3 separate regions of the Mus musculus genome follow, and regions 2 and 3 are each linked to region 1. A link is a contact called in public Hi-C data. All regions are on one chromosome and are shown on one strand. The core of a region is the stretch at or near the end of the contact, and the rest is flanking DNA. Distances in the headings are between cores, read along the strand shown.

Region 1 (3,310 bases), core at 79-2,578:
ATGCCCGGGTCTCCTGAGCCCAGCCCTGCTTTCCTGGGGTTTGAAATGTTCTTCATCTGCACAGTGAAGGAAAATGGTGCTGTCCTCAAGTGGGAGCCTAGTGTGACATGCACTTGGCCCAGAAATCCAGCAGGTGCGTCTCTTCCTGGTTTAGATTTCTCTCCTTTCCTTCAGTAAACCCAAAGAGCTATTCACGTTTCATTAAATTGATTCAGATTGAATCTAAATGAGGGTTAAATATAATTTTCTGAACACTACCAAGCTGCAATTCCTGTGCCTAAATAAAAAAATAACAAACGATTGAAAAGGAGGTGCCAGTGGGGCTTCACGGATGGGGGGAGCGGTTCAAGCCCTCTGCATTTGCTTCAGATAATTCGATTTGCTATATGTCTGTGAGTGCATTTCTCCAGCCACCCCAGACACATTCCAGGCATAGGAGACTCACGAGCCAGCCACCTTAGCAATAGAGGAGGCAGACAAGAGACACCAGCAGAGGTGGGCGCCCCAACGGAGTCCCTGGGGACTGATTATGCTGCCCAACCATTGTCCTTTGTGTTTGTGTGATGAAGTCGTGGTTAAAGCACAGTTCCTCGCACTTTGTTGCCAGCTCTCGGGACAGCATTAAGCTTCCCTTCTGGACTCAGAGTCTCCTGTTGAAAAGCGATCAAAACAATCCTAGGAGCAGGTGGACGATAAATTAATGAACACAATCTCTTGCTTCAAATTGCACCCGGGAAGAAATTAATTACCGGGCAAATGAGAAACAAAGAGGGATCCCCGCCCCCTGCAGCCTCCAAGCCCTTTGCGATTTTGTTCTCCTGAAATCTAATTTCCGAGAAACACTTCAGGGAGGCCGCGGAGCCCGCATTAGATTCTTAGCAGCGCACTAATGGGCAGCCATCATTCCTCAGTAAGGAGCCTGCGCCCTGCGACAGGGCCAGGACTGACAAGAGCGATATTTCAGGGGAGCAGCAGCTGTTCCCAGCACAGTTAATAAGCAACAGGCAGATGGGGTGCCAACGGAGCTGGGGGGCTGGACCCCCCGAAGGTAGATGTAAACTTTATTTATAGGATAATCTGTACAAGTGCATAAAAATCTTTATTTTTCCATAGCGAACATTTCATTCCTGCCCAGAATGTAAACATGTCTTCCAGGGCTCTCAGCTGTCCTTCACGGAGTTTCTGAGGAGCACGTTGCCTCTGACAATGTCACCCTGGCAGCTATTTATAGGACCCTGCCACTCGGTAGGATCTAAGGGAAGCAGAGCTGGGTGACCTTGTGAACAGGGCCGCTGGCCCCTAAATCTCTCCTCTGTCACACATGAGCTAGAGGCTTGCCTCCTCCCTTTGCCTTGGGCTGATGGATCCCACTGCCTTGCCTTCAGCTCCACCCTCTCCGTGGGAAACGTAAAGCCCATAGCCCCTTCACTGGACCAGTTGCAATATTAACTTATCTCCAAGGCTTGCTCAAGGATGCATAGGCCACACCTGTGCCCTGTTTGGTTGAAGACCACAGACTCCCCTATAGCCACAGGGCTGTGATCAGCCGACTGCCCAGATGCCTGGCCAGGAACACAGGCAGAATTCTAACTCAGACACTCAATGCTGACAACCGGCAGCCACACGGGCTGTGCCTCGTACTTCAGAGGCTGCGGCCATATTCTCCAGGGACACATTGTTTCTAGCTCACGGTGAACTCTCTATGGAACGTCACTTAACAGCTCAAAATTATATACTCAGTCACCCGAAGCTCCAGTGCCATAATTAATGGCTTGGTCCTGCCAGGGGAACACCTGAAGACAGTCAAGTAAGGGACATGGGGTAGCTGAGAAAGAAGCCCAGAGCACCTATTCGTTTGTATCTTCGGTCAAAGATGCAAAATGGTTAGTTTTTTTGGTCTGTTTGTTTGTTTGTTTGTTTGTTGGTTTTGGTTTGGTTTTTTTTTTTTTTAGCTATATATTTATGCCAGAGCCTCAGGTCACAGACTTTTTTCTGACACATAAGAACTAAGAGGCGTTGTGTACCCCTTAGGTCATACCAGGGTCCCACAGCCACCACGAGTTGCTGGCATTGTCTGACAGCATGCATCCAACAAGGGATCTAGCTCTTCCAATACTTTTGCCAACAAAACCATCATATGTCTACCCAACCACACTTAACACTTCTTGACACTTCTAAATGGCTCTCTTAAAGGGGAGGAGTGATTTGCATGCAACAGGAGTAGACACCAGGGAAGGAAGCAGGCGTGTCTCGACGTAGGAGTCTGTGTCATAGGGCTCTCTTTTTGTGCTCGAGGGTGTGAGACTGGTGTTTGTGTTGATATGGCATCTCCAGGGTTGCAGAGGCTTCCTCAAGGCCCGTTTGTTGCATTTGGAGCCCCTGGTGCTCTACCAAACACTCCTATGTCAGGCGAGTTTCAAATAGAGTCAAGAGAGCCACTGGCTTAAGAAGGGGAGGTGGCTCAGTTGGTAAAGCACTTGCCTTGCAAGCACAAGGACCCATGTTTAATACCCATCACCCGAGTAAAAGCCAGCTTGGTGGTCTATACATATCATTCCAGCCTGGGAAGCCAAATGAGGCTAACTGAGGGGGTTTTTTTTGTTGTTGTTGTTTTTGGTTTGTTTTTTTTTTTTTTTTGGTTTTCTTTTTTTTTTTAATAAGAAGAGAATATTATTTTCTCTTTTTGTCACTTAGAATTAACTAAAGATGTTGTCTACTGATGTCACTAAAATTGCCATTTCTGGGACAAAAGCAAAGATGGAAGACTTCCCAAAATGATACAGTGCTACCAACAGCTTCTTAGACTGTCAGGTAAGGACATTTCTTATGAACTTCTCCCGTTTGATCACGCCCCAAGATGAGATAACCTGAGGTCATTGACTGTAGCAGAGCTGGGGTGCCACCCAGGCCTCTGACCCAGGCCTGAGGTCTCTCTTGCACCTGTGCTGGGTAGAGAGGAACCATTCCCAGGTGGTAACCATGAGCTACGGGGCCACGGTCTGTACTGGCCTTGTCCTGTGGCCTTCCATTCAACTTGATGTTCTTTAGGGAGATCTCTAGCACACCCAGATCTATCACTGAGCAGAATGAGGAACGTGTAAGGTTGAAAGTTAACACAGGGGCCTGCAAACACAGTTGTAGGTCACTGTCTGGGCCTCAGCCCCCGTGGGCAAGACTCCGTTACAGCTCTCTGGACAGGGACTTTGGAAGGGTAAGGCATTCCAGCATCCTACATCCAACATGCCAATGGCATCTGAAGAAATGGCAAGTTCTGGATCAATAACCAGTTTTCTCTCACTTGCTTAAGTGG
Region 2 (3,447 bases), core at 482-2,981, 150 kb before region 1:
CTCCAGCTGCTCCTCAAGTATAGGCAGGTCCTAGACCATCAAACCTCTCTGAAACAAAGGCTGATGCCATCTACACAGCTTGAGCCAGTAGCCCTGGATCTGGGTGCTGCACTATTCTGTACTTATGGGGGACCCAGGAGAGTGGGTGCACATGGAGGCTGACAAAAGTCCTTATGTGTAGATGCCATCTCTCATGTGACCACACTAGAAGAAAGAGGCCAGAGACTCCCAACATTCTACCTTGAGCTGCCAGAGTCTAGCTGCGATGTGTGGTCCTGGCTAACTTGACACCTTCCCAGAGCTAGCTGCCTTGCTACCAAATGCAGATAAAGGCTAGTGGGCATCACTTAAGACTTCGACAACCTCCGGGTACTATGTCTAAAATAGACCACGTGGCAGTAATATCAAGTAGAAACCCAACACTAAGAGGAACACTCCTTCCTGTGGCACAGAGGTGAGGGAGACCCATCAGGATGGTAGTGGTGGTCCTGGGACACACCGGGCACCTGGTGGGTGACCACTGGCTTCCAGAGACATCCACTCAGCCTCCCCCATGTCAAGGAAGGTTATGCCCTTTCCAGAGGCAGGCATGAGGATCCTACCAAGAGCCAGGCAAGCTGGCTATGCCCCCTCCAGTGCGTTGCTGTTCTGGAGGAGAGGGAGGCTGCCTGCTTGTAGGTAGGTAGGTGACCTCACTGTTTCTCTTCAGAATGACTGATACGTTTGGCCACACTCCACATGTGATCATAAGCTCATCACATCACATAACAGTCTACCTAGTGGGAACCACATAGACACTGGATACAGTGGCATCCTGAAATCACAGTACCCCATACCCTGGATGTGGCCCTCAGGGACCAATCAAGAAGCAGAGTGGCTTCCTCCTCCCCCCATTAGGAAAGTCTGGTGGATCTCAATCTAACCAGATTACATCCTGAAGGGCTTCTTCAGACGGCAGGAAGAAGGCGAAGCAAGAGCTAAAGAGAGACCTGAAGTAAGCAGGGAAATTCTCATCGGCCTTGGGCTCACTGAACTCCGGATTCCTGCCTTTTCCTGATGCTTCTAGTGAGCTCCAGGAAGCACTGAGCATTTCGGCCTCAGAAATGAGAAGCCAAGGTCACCAGAGAAGAGCAACTCTCGGGTGACAGCTCAGGGCAACAGCCCCCGTGTGGGGCCTTAGTGCCCTGCTCAGGTCAAGTGAGGTCAGAGGATGCCCTGTTTCATCCACTCAGCCCCCACACACAGAGGAGCCCCTGGCCAGCCCACAGGCCTGCCTGCCCTGTGGCTCACAGATAACCAAAGAAAACAGCATGGTCTCCTAAGCCTGAAGCCCAAGGCTGGCCCTCCCCATCCTTCAGTTCACACCTGTGTGACAATCTACCTTGCCCACGGGCTGAGGGCCTTTATCTGCCTTTACCTGTAGGCAGCTGCAAACAAAGGGCTTCCTAGAAAAACAGCAGGTGGGGCTGCTGGTGCTGGTTCCCAGCCTGACATGAGTATGACCTGGACGCAGGCCTCACCCTATAACCACTGGGAGCTGCCCAATATGGGCAAGGAAGCAGATACTCCCAAGGCTGCTGCTGCATACACACACACACACACACACACACACACACACACTACCCAAAAGGGGTTAGGTCTCCGTACATTTCAAGTCCATAGCCAGCTGCCTCCAGTGTCAGTCACTGTCACACAGCTGCAGGCTGCTCCAGGCAACCAGCAGATGGTGTCCTCTCATCCAGCACAGGGCTTCCATACAAAGGGAGTCCTTGTTCTAATGAACCTTTGTCTACACTCTGGCATAGCTTTCTCAGTGTGTGTACATGTGTGTGCATGTGTGTGCATGTGTGCCTGCGTGTGTGTGTGTGTGTGTGTGTGTAAGCCAGAGGCCAACCTCATGGTCTTCCCACCTTGTTCTCAGAGACAGGGTCTCTTGGTGACTTAGAGCTTGTGCAGCGGCCCACAGACCACAGCAATGAGAAGGAGTACAAGCATGTGCCAGTACACCCAGCCTGTTCATACCGGTTCTGGGAGCCCAGCTTCTCATGCCTGCATAGCAGGTACTTTACCAACCAAGCCATCTCCTCAGGCCCCATGATGGACTAGAATGTTCTGCGAGGCCCGTAGCCCATCCCTCGGGTGCTGTTTCTTCGGAACCTGATCTGGGGTTATAAATCCGCTTTCATAGAAAACTGCGGGCCTCACAGAGCCATGCTCTGCCCATAACTGGGAGAGTTCTAACAGTCCCACAGAGGAGACTCTGTGCAGCTAAACAACATACATATAACATTTTGGGCAAGGGAGACCTATCCACAAACCCCCAAGTACCAGTCTTTTTTAAGCACGTGGATAATTGAGACTTTATCTATCTTAACCTCTGAACTAAGTCATCCTGAAAAAGCTGCCTATTGGATTATATTCTGACTTTCAGTTTTTGCACAGGTCACCTGTAGTGGCCCCTGGAGTGAGAGACCATGACCTCAGAGGCCTGTTTCCTACGGGTTGCAGCAGAAACCAAGGCCCCCGACTCAGAGAAGGAATCTGATGGCACCAGAGGTGGGCAAAACCCAACTTCCCAGCAGAACCTCAGCAAAAGCCCAGTGATGTCTACACTACAGAGAGAAGCATGCTCCCTCCCCAGGGCCTGCACTCAAAGCGACAGAACTTCAGCCTGCCCAGAGGGTCTTTGTGCTAGAAACAAAACCCCAGACAACAGTCTAACCAGCAAAGGCTGCAGGTCCTCACACTGAGAAGGTATAGTCTACATTCATGTCTTGAAGTTAATTTATAACCTAGAAGATATCGCTTGAATCTGAGGATGCCCTGAAAGGACCCCAGTCTGGGAAGGTGTTTATGTTTCATAGCTCTGGGCATGGGAGGCCTACGGGCCACAGGGCTGGCTCCCCTGGGGCTGAGAGGACTGCCCGGGCTCCTCCCCTTAAGCCTGCAGGTGGCCTATTCCCCATATCCTCCCATGGCCTCCTCTGTGAGTTTGTCTCTGTGCCCATGGTCTCCCTTTTATAAGGACACCAGTCACACTGGCTTAGGGCCACCTTAATGACCTCATTGTAACTAGACTTCTGCAAAGACCCTGTCACCAAATATAGCCCCATCCTGAGGCCCTGGGGATTAGGACTCTGGCCTACATTTTCATTCGGGAGAATAGTGCTTACTGCCCCAGAGATTTTCCTGAGGGGACAGAAAAGGAGGTCCCAGGGGCTCCCTTGGCTTTGGCTCCCTTCCCATCCTCCGTGGCTTGATCTTTAAAAGTCTGGCGATTTTGGCTGTGGACCAGCCCTGGGAGGGCAGGTGCAGAGGCCAGCGAGCTCAAGGGACCGTGCTGCTTCTCTGTGTAAGTGTGCCCCACAGAGAAGACCATAGCCCCGTGTGACTGACGGTTTCTATCTGCTTGCTTTCTGCCAGGGCTGAGCAGTACAGTATTTAAGA
Region 3 (3,570 bases), core at 523-3,022, 190 kb before region 1:
TCCCACAGAGGCTGGGACCCTTGAGACTCACATGCCTCAACTTACAAGGTAATTCTAAGAACCGCAGAAGTAACACTTAAGGCCATGGCATACAGTTCCACTCTGCTCCAGATAGCATTCACCATAAACAGGAGCCAATACAGAACCAGCAGAGATGCCTTGGGAGCTAGTGACTGAGGAAAAGGACCTAAGTTCCTTCACTGTGTGACCTGGTGGCAGATGTTGGCCTTGAAGGGAGGCCAGGAACCCAGAGGGTGGGAGGCACAGAGCCTCACTGTCCTGGATGCATACTGCAACAGGGGCTGGAGTCTGGGCTCTCCTAGGAGGGCTTCCTGCAAAGGCCGCACTTACTTTATAGGGGCAACTGGGTTCCCCTGCCGGGATCGCCTCTGCTCTGGTGTCATGTAATCCCACTTGAACACCAAGTTCCAGTCAAAACCTGCCAGCCCAGAAAAGAACGGCGGCAATGAGAAGAAGAGACGGTCGGTCGCTCACTCCTGGCTTTCCCACCCGAGTAGTTGACAATGAGCTCATGTGGATGGAACTCACTGCCAACCAACCAAACAACCACAATGGGGAGAAGAAAAGAACGAGGGGGAGGGAGGAGGGGACGGGGGAGGAGAACTTGGTAGCTGGTGGTGTGAAGGACAGTGAAATCTTCCCAGCTCTCCAAAGCAAACAGGGCTCTGAGTTTTCCTCTAAAAACTCCAAACTACAGGTATGTCTGTGTGCAGTTATGTGCACATGGGTGCTGGTGCCCGTGGAGTCAGAAGAGAGGGCTGGAGCCCTTGGAGCTGGGGTTACAGGTCACCTGAGTGTTAGGGACTGCACTCTGGCCCTGTGAACCAGCTTTCTTGCCCCTCTAAACTTTTTTACTTTTTTAATGTAGGGTATAGCTATATAGCCCAGGTTGGTTTTGAACTTGTAGCAATCCTCCTGCCTCAGCCCCCTGAGTTCTGGGATTGCACACATGTGCCACCATGCCTGGCTGGGGTTTTCTAATCTTCAAATGTGAGAACAAATGTGAAACACGAGGACTGGTGTTTGTGTGATGCCATTGCACCTACAAGGGCTGTGCACACAGGCCTGGGAACCTGGGGACAGGGCTGCTCTGTGCACACAGGCCTGTGGACCTGGGGGGGTGAGTCAGAGCTGGATGAATCACAGTTGGCTCACAGAACCACAGCGCAGCACATAGTGTCTCTGTGGGACCCATGGTTCTTCAGGCCTAGACCAGGACTAACTTTAAAACTGCTCCCACAATCTGACATGCTGTGTTTCACAGTGCAGGCCTGTAATCCTAGCAGCGCTCATGAGATGCTAAGGCAGGAGGAGCTTGTGTTCCTGGCCAGCTTAGCTCCTTAGGCCACCCTACCCCTTGCTATTTGTGAGTTAGGGGCTAGATCAGGAACAGTATAACCTGCTCCACGTTGTGTGTAGCAGTGACCCCTCAGTTATGTCTACTGCAGTCTCCCTCCCACCAGAGAAGTACTGGAGCCTCTGCAATTCCCAAGAGGCAAAGGAGAAGCTTGAACAAATTTCTCTTGGGTCCCTAGAGCGGTACCAGAAGGTGACATTTGTAGGCTGTGTGGTCCTACAAGATACTGGTCCATTCACACAAAGGCCACCCACTGGTGAAGCAGGCTGTGGCTGGGCGGCTGGGAAGGGAGGGCCAGCATCCAGACTTGAACACAAAGGTAGGACTGCTGCCTGGTGGGTGGGCAGTGATGGGCCAGTGGCAGGATGGCAGGACTCCAGGGCAGCAAACTGGCAGGCTGGCTGGGCATGTAGGCTACAAGAGGAAGCCTGGCCCTGGCAGAGGACACAGAGACAGGTTCCAGGCCCAGTCAGCCAGTCCTTGGCTCTTTGGGGGTGTCTCAGGCCCCGCCTCTTGCTGGTCTCAGCTTTGGAGCCTTTCAGGCCAGCCCACCAGTGGGTAGAGGCTCCTCTGCTCCAATCCCAGGGGCAACTGCAGATTCTCCTAGCTTTAGTTATAGCAGCTCCGGGAGGGAGAAAGAGAGAGGGGAGGAGGAGAGAGGGGAGAAAGAGGGGAGAGAGGGGAGAGAGGGGAGAGAGGGGAGAGGGGAGAGAGGGGAGAGAGGGGAGAGAGGAGAGAGGGGAGAGGGGAGAGAGGGGAGAGAGGGGAGAGGAGGGGAAAGGGGAGGGAGGGGGGAGAGGGGAGAGGAGGGGAAAGGGGAGGGAGGGGGGAGAGGGGAGAGAGAGGAGAGGAGGGGAAAGGGGAGGGAGGGGGGAGAGGGGAGAGAGAGGAGAGGAGGGGAAAGGGGAGGGAGGGGGGAGAGGGGAGAGAGAGGAGAGGAGGGGAAAGGGGAAGGAGGGGGGAGAGTGGGGAGAGAGAGAGGGGAAAGTGGGGAGAGAGAGAGGAGAGGGGAGAGGGGAGAGAGAGAGAGAGAGAGAGAGAGAGAGAGAGAGAGTGAGTGTGTGTGTGTGTGTGTGTGTGCGCGCGCGCGCACGAGTGAGACACAGTGGGGGGTGGGGTTGCCAGGGACGCATGGCCAGTCCTTTCTGTTAGGAACCAGCCAGAGCCCACATCACAGTGTGAGCTCCACTATCACTGTCACAGCTGATCATGGGACAGCAATGGTCAGAGGACCAGCCAGCAGGTGGACCAATCAAGGCTGACACCTACCACCCTTGAGGTCAGCAGAGGCGCCCACATACTGGAAATTATCCATGTTAATGACATCGATAATGGGGGATACAACTCGGGTCCTGTCCTGAGGGGGACAAAGGAAGGAAAGATACTTGTAAGTTACGACCCCAGTGAAGCAAGAGCTGCCATCCCAACAGGCCTTCCCAACAGACACCACTGTCCCAAGGTTGTGCAGGGTGGCGGCATGAGAGGGGACAGCTGACTAGACACTTCTGCTGCCTCTTCTCCCTGTCACAGACCAGGGCTGTGCAGTGGCTCCAAGGGGAGATCTCAGTGTCACAGAACTAAGCGCAACCACGATATGCCTGTTGCCCTCTCGTGAGCTGCACCAGCATAGCTCAGGCTCAAGTGTCCACACTACAAAGCCAGGGACGGTTTCTGGGTACAACTGGTGTGAGAGGAAGGGGTTTCATCACCTCACAGCAGCTGACTGCACTTTCCATTTCTGAACTCAACTCTGTTATTGTACCGACCATGGCTACCTTCCACAGAGCCACTGTGTGAGCACCAACACGAGGCCTCCGACCTCCTCTGACCTTCCTGCTCAGTGCTGCCTCAGGCTGACTGCTCATGAGAGAGAGCGAGTGTGGCTCTTGAGTTACTTAGAGAACGCTTGTTAGCTGAAGGGCCAGCAACAGGATGAGCAGAGCTCAGAAGCACTCTCCAAGGGCATGACAGAGCCCCGCCCCACCTGCATGCTTGCAGGTTGACGGGAAAGCAAGCTTTGGACCACGGAGACTAGAGCATCACTCAGTAACCCACCCCTGTGCTCCCATCAGGCTGGCCCTGGATATACGAGACTAATCTTTACATTCCTTCTGATGAGAAGAGAATCACAGGAACCCATCGCATTGGCCCGCACTCTCCTCAGCTGGCCAAGCTGGGGAACACATGGCAGG

What was found. Hi-C and Micro-C count contacts between places; a contact is called where the count stands out from the background.
Region 2: a contact with region 1 is called in a Hi-C map of the N1E-115 cell line, with 3 times the contacts expected there. The contact joins two enhancer-like sites. A contact is called at or near these places in 4 of 484 Hi-C or Micro-C datasets (the N1E-115 cell line, cortical neurons and liver), 4 of 115 datasets of contacts at active chromatin or transcription factors (T-cell acute lymphoblastic leukemia, embryonic stem cells and large pre-B cells) and 2 of 9 other capture datasets (adipose tissue and embryonic stem cells).
Region 3: a contact with region 1 is called in a Hi-C map of cerebellum, with 1.7 times the contacts expected there. The contact joins two enhancer-like sites. A contact is called at or near these places in 2 of 39 promoter capture datasets (liver and pre-B cells), 4 of 15 datasets of contacts at CTCF or cohesin (the NIH/3T3 cell line, embryonic stem cells, large pre-B cells and 1 more), 19 of 484 Hi-C or Micro-C datasets (CD4 T cells, CD8 T cells, bone marrow-derived macrophages and 11 more), 7 of 115 datasets of contacts at active chromatin or transcription factors (Th17 cells, cardiomyocytes, double positive thymocytes and 4 more) and 1 of 9 other capture datasets (embryonic stem cells).

Annotation. Positions count from the first base shown.
Region 1 is chr8:124,138,544-124,141,853 of GRCm38.p6, reverse strand. It overlaps Gm30081 (a long non-coding RNA gene), which reads left to right. Exons shown (of 6, transcript XR_879345.1): 5 at 1-1,883; 6 at 2,695-3,310. Among named protein-coding and RNA genes, the nearest start is that of Gm30081, 13 kb to the left of the region's middle. Within about 2 kb of position 1,328, at least 21 of the 459 cell types and tissues checked have an H3K27ac peak or open chromatin away from gene starts, as enhancers often do. A contact at or near this core is called in the N1E-115 cell line and cerebellum, where this site is marked.
Region 2 is chr8:124,284,970-124,288,416 of GRCm38.p6, reverse strand. The region is part of intron 1 of Galnt2 (polypeptide N-acetylgalactosaminyltransferase 2); the gene reads right to left. Among named protein-coding and RNA genes, the nearest start is that of Galnt2, 55 kb to the right of the region's middle. Within about 2 kb of position 1,731, at least 73 of the 459 cell types and tissues checked have an H3K27ac peak or open chromatin away from gene starts, as enhancers often do. A contact at or near this core is called in the N1E-115 cell line, where this site is marked.
Region 3 is chr8:124,328,878-124,332,447 of GRCm38.p6, reverse strand. It overlaps Galnt2 (polypeptide N-acetylgalactosaminyltransferase 2), which reads right to left. Exons shown (of 16, transcript NM_139272.2): 8 at 2,648-2,735; 9 at 352-439. Among named protein-coding and RNA genes, the nearest start is that of Galnt2, 99 kb to the right of the region's middle. Within about 2 kb of position 1,772, at least 82 of the 459 cell types and tissues checked have an H3K27ac peak or open chromatin away from gene starts, as enhancers often do. A contact at or near this core is called in cerebellum, where this site is marked.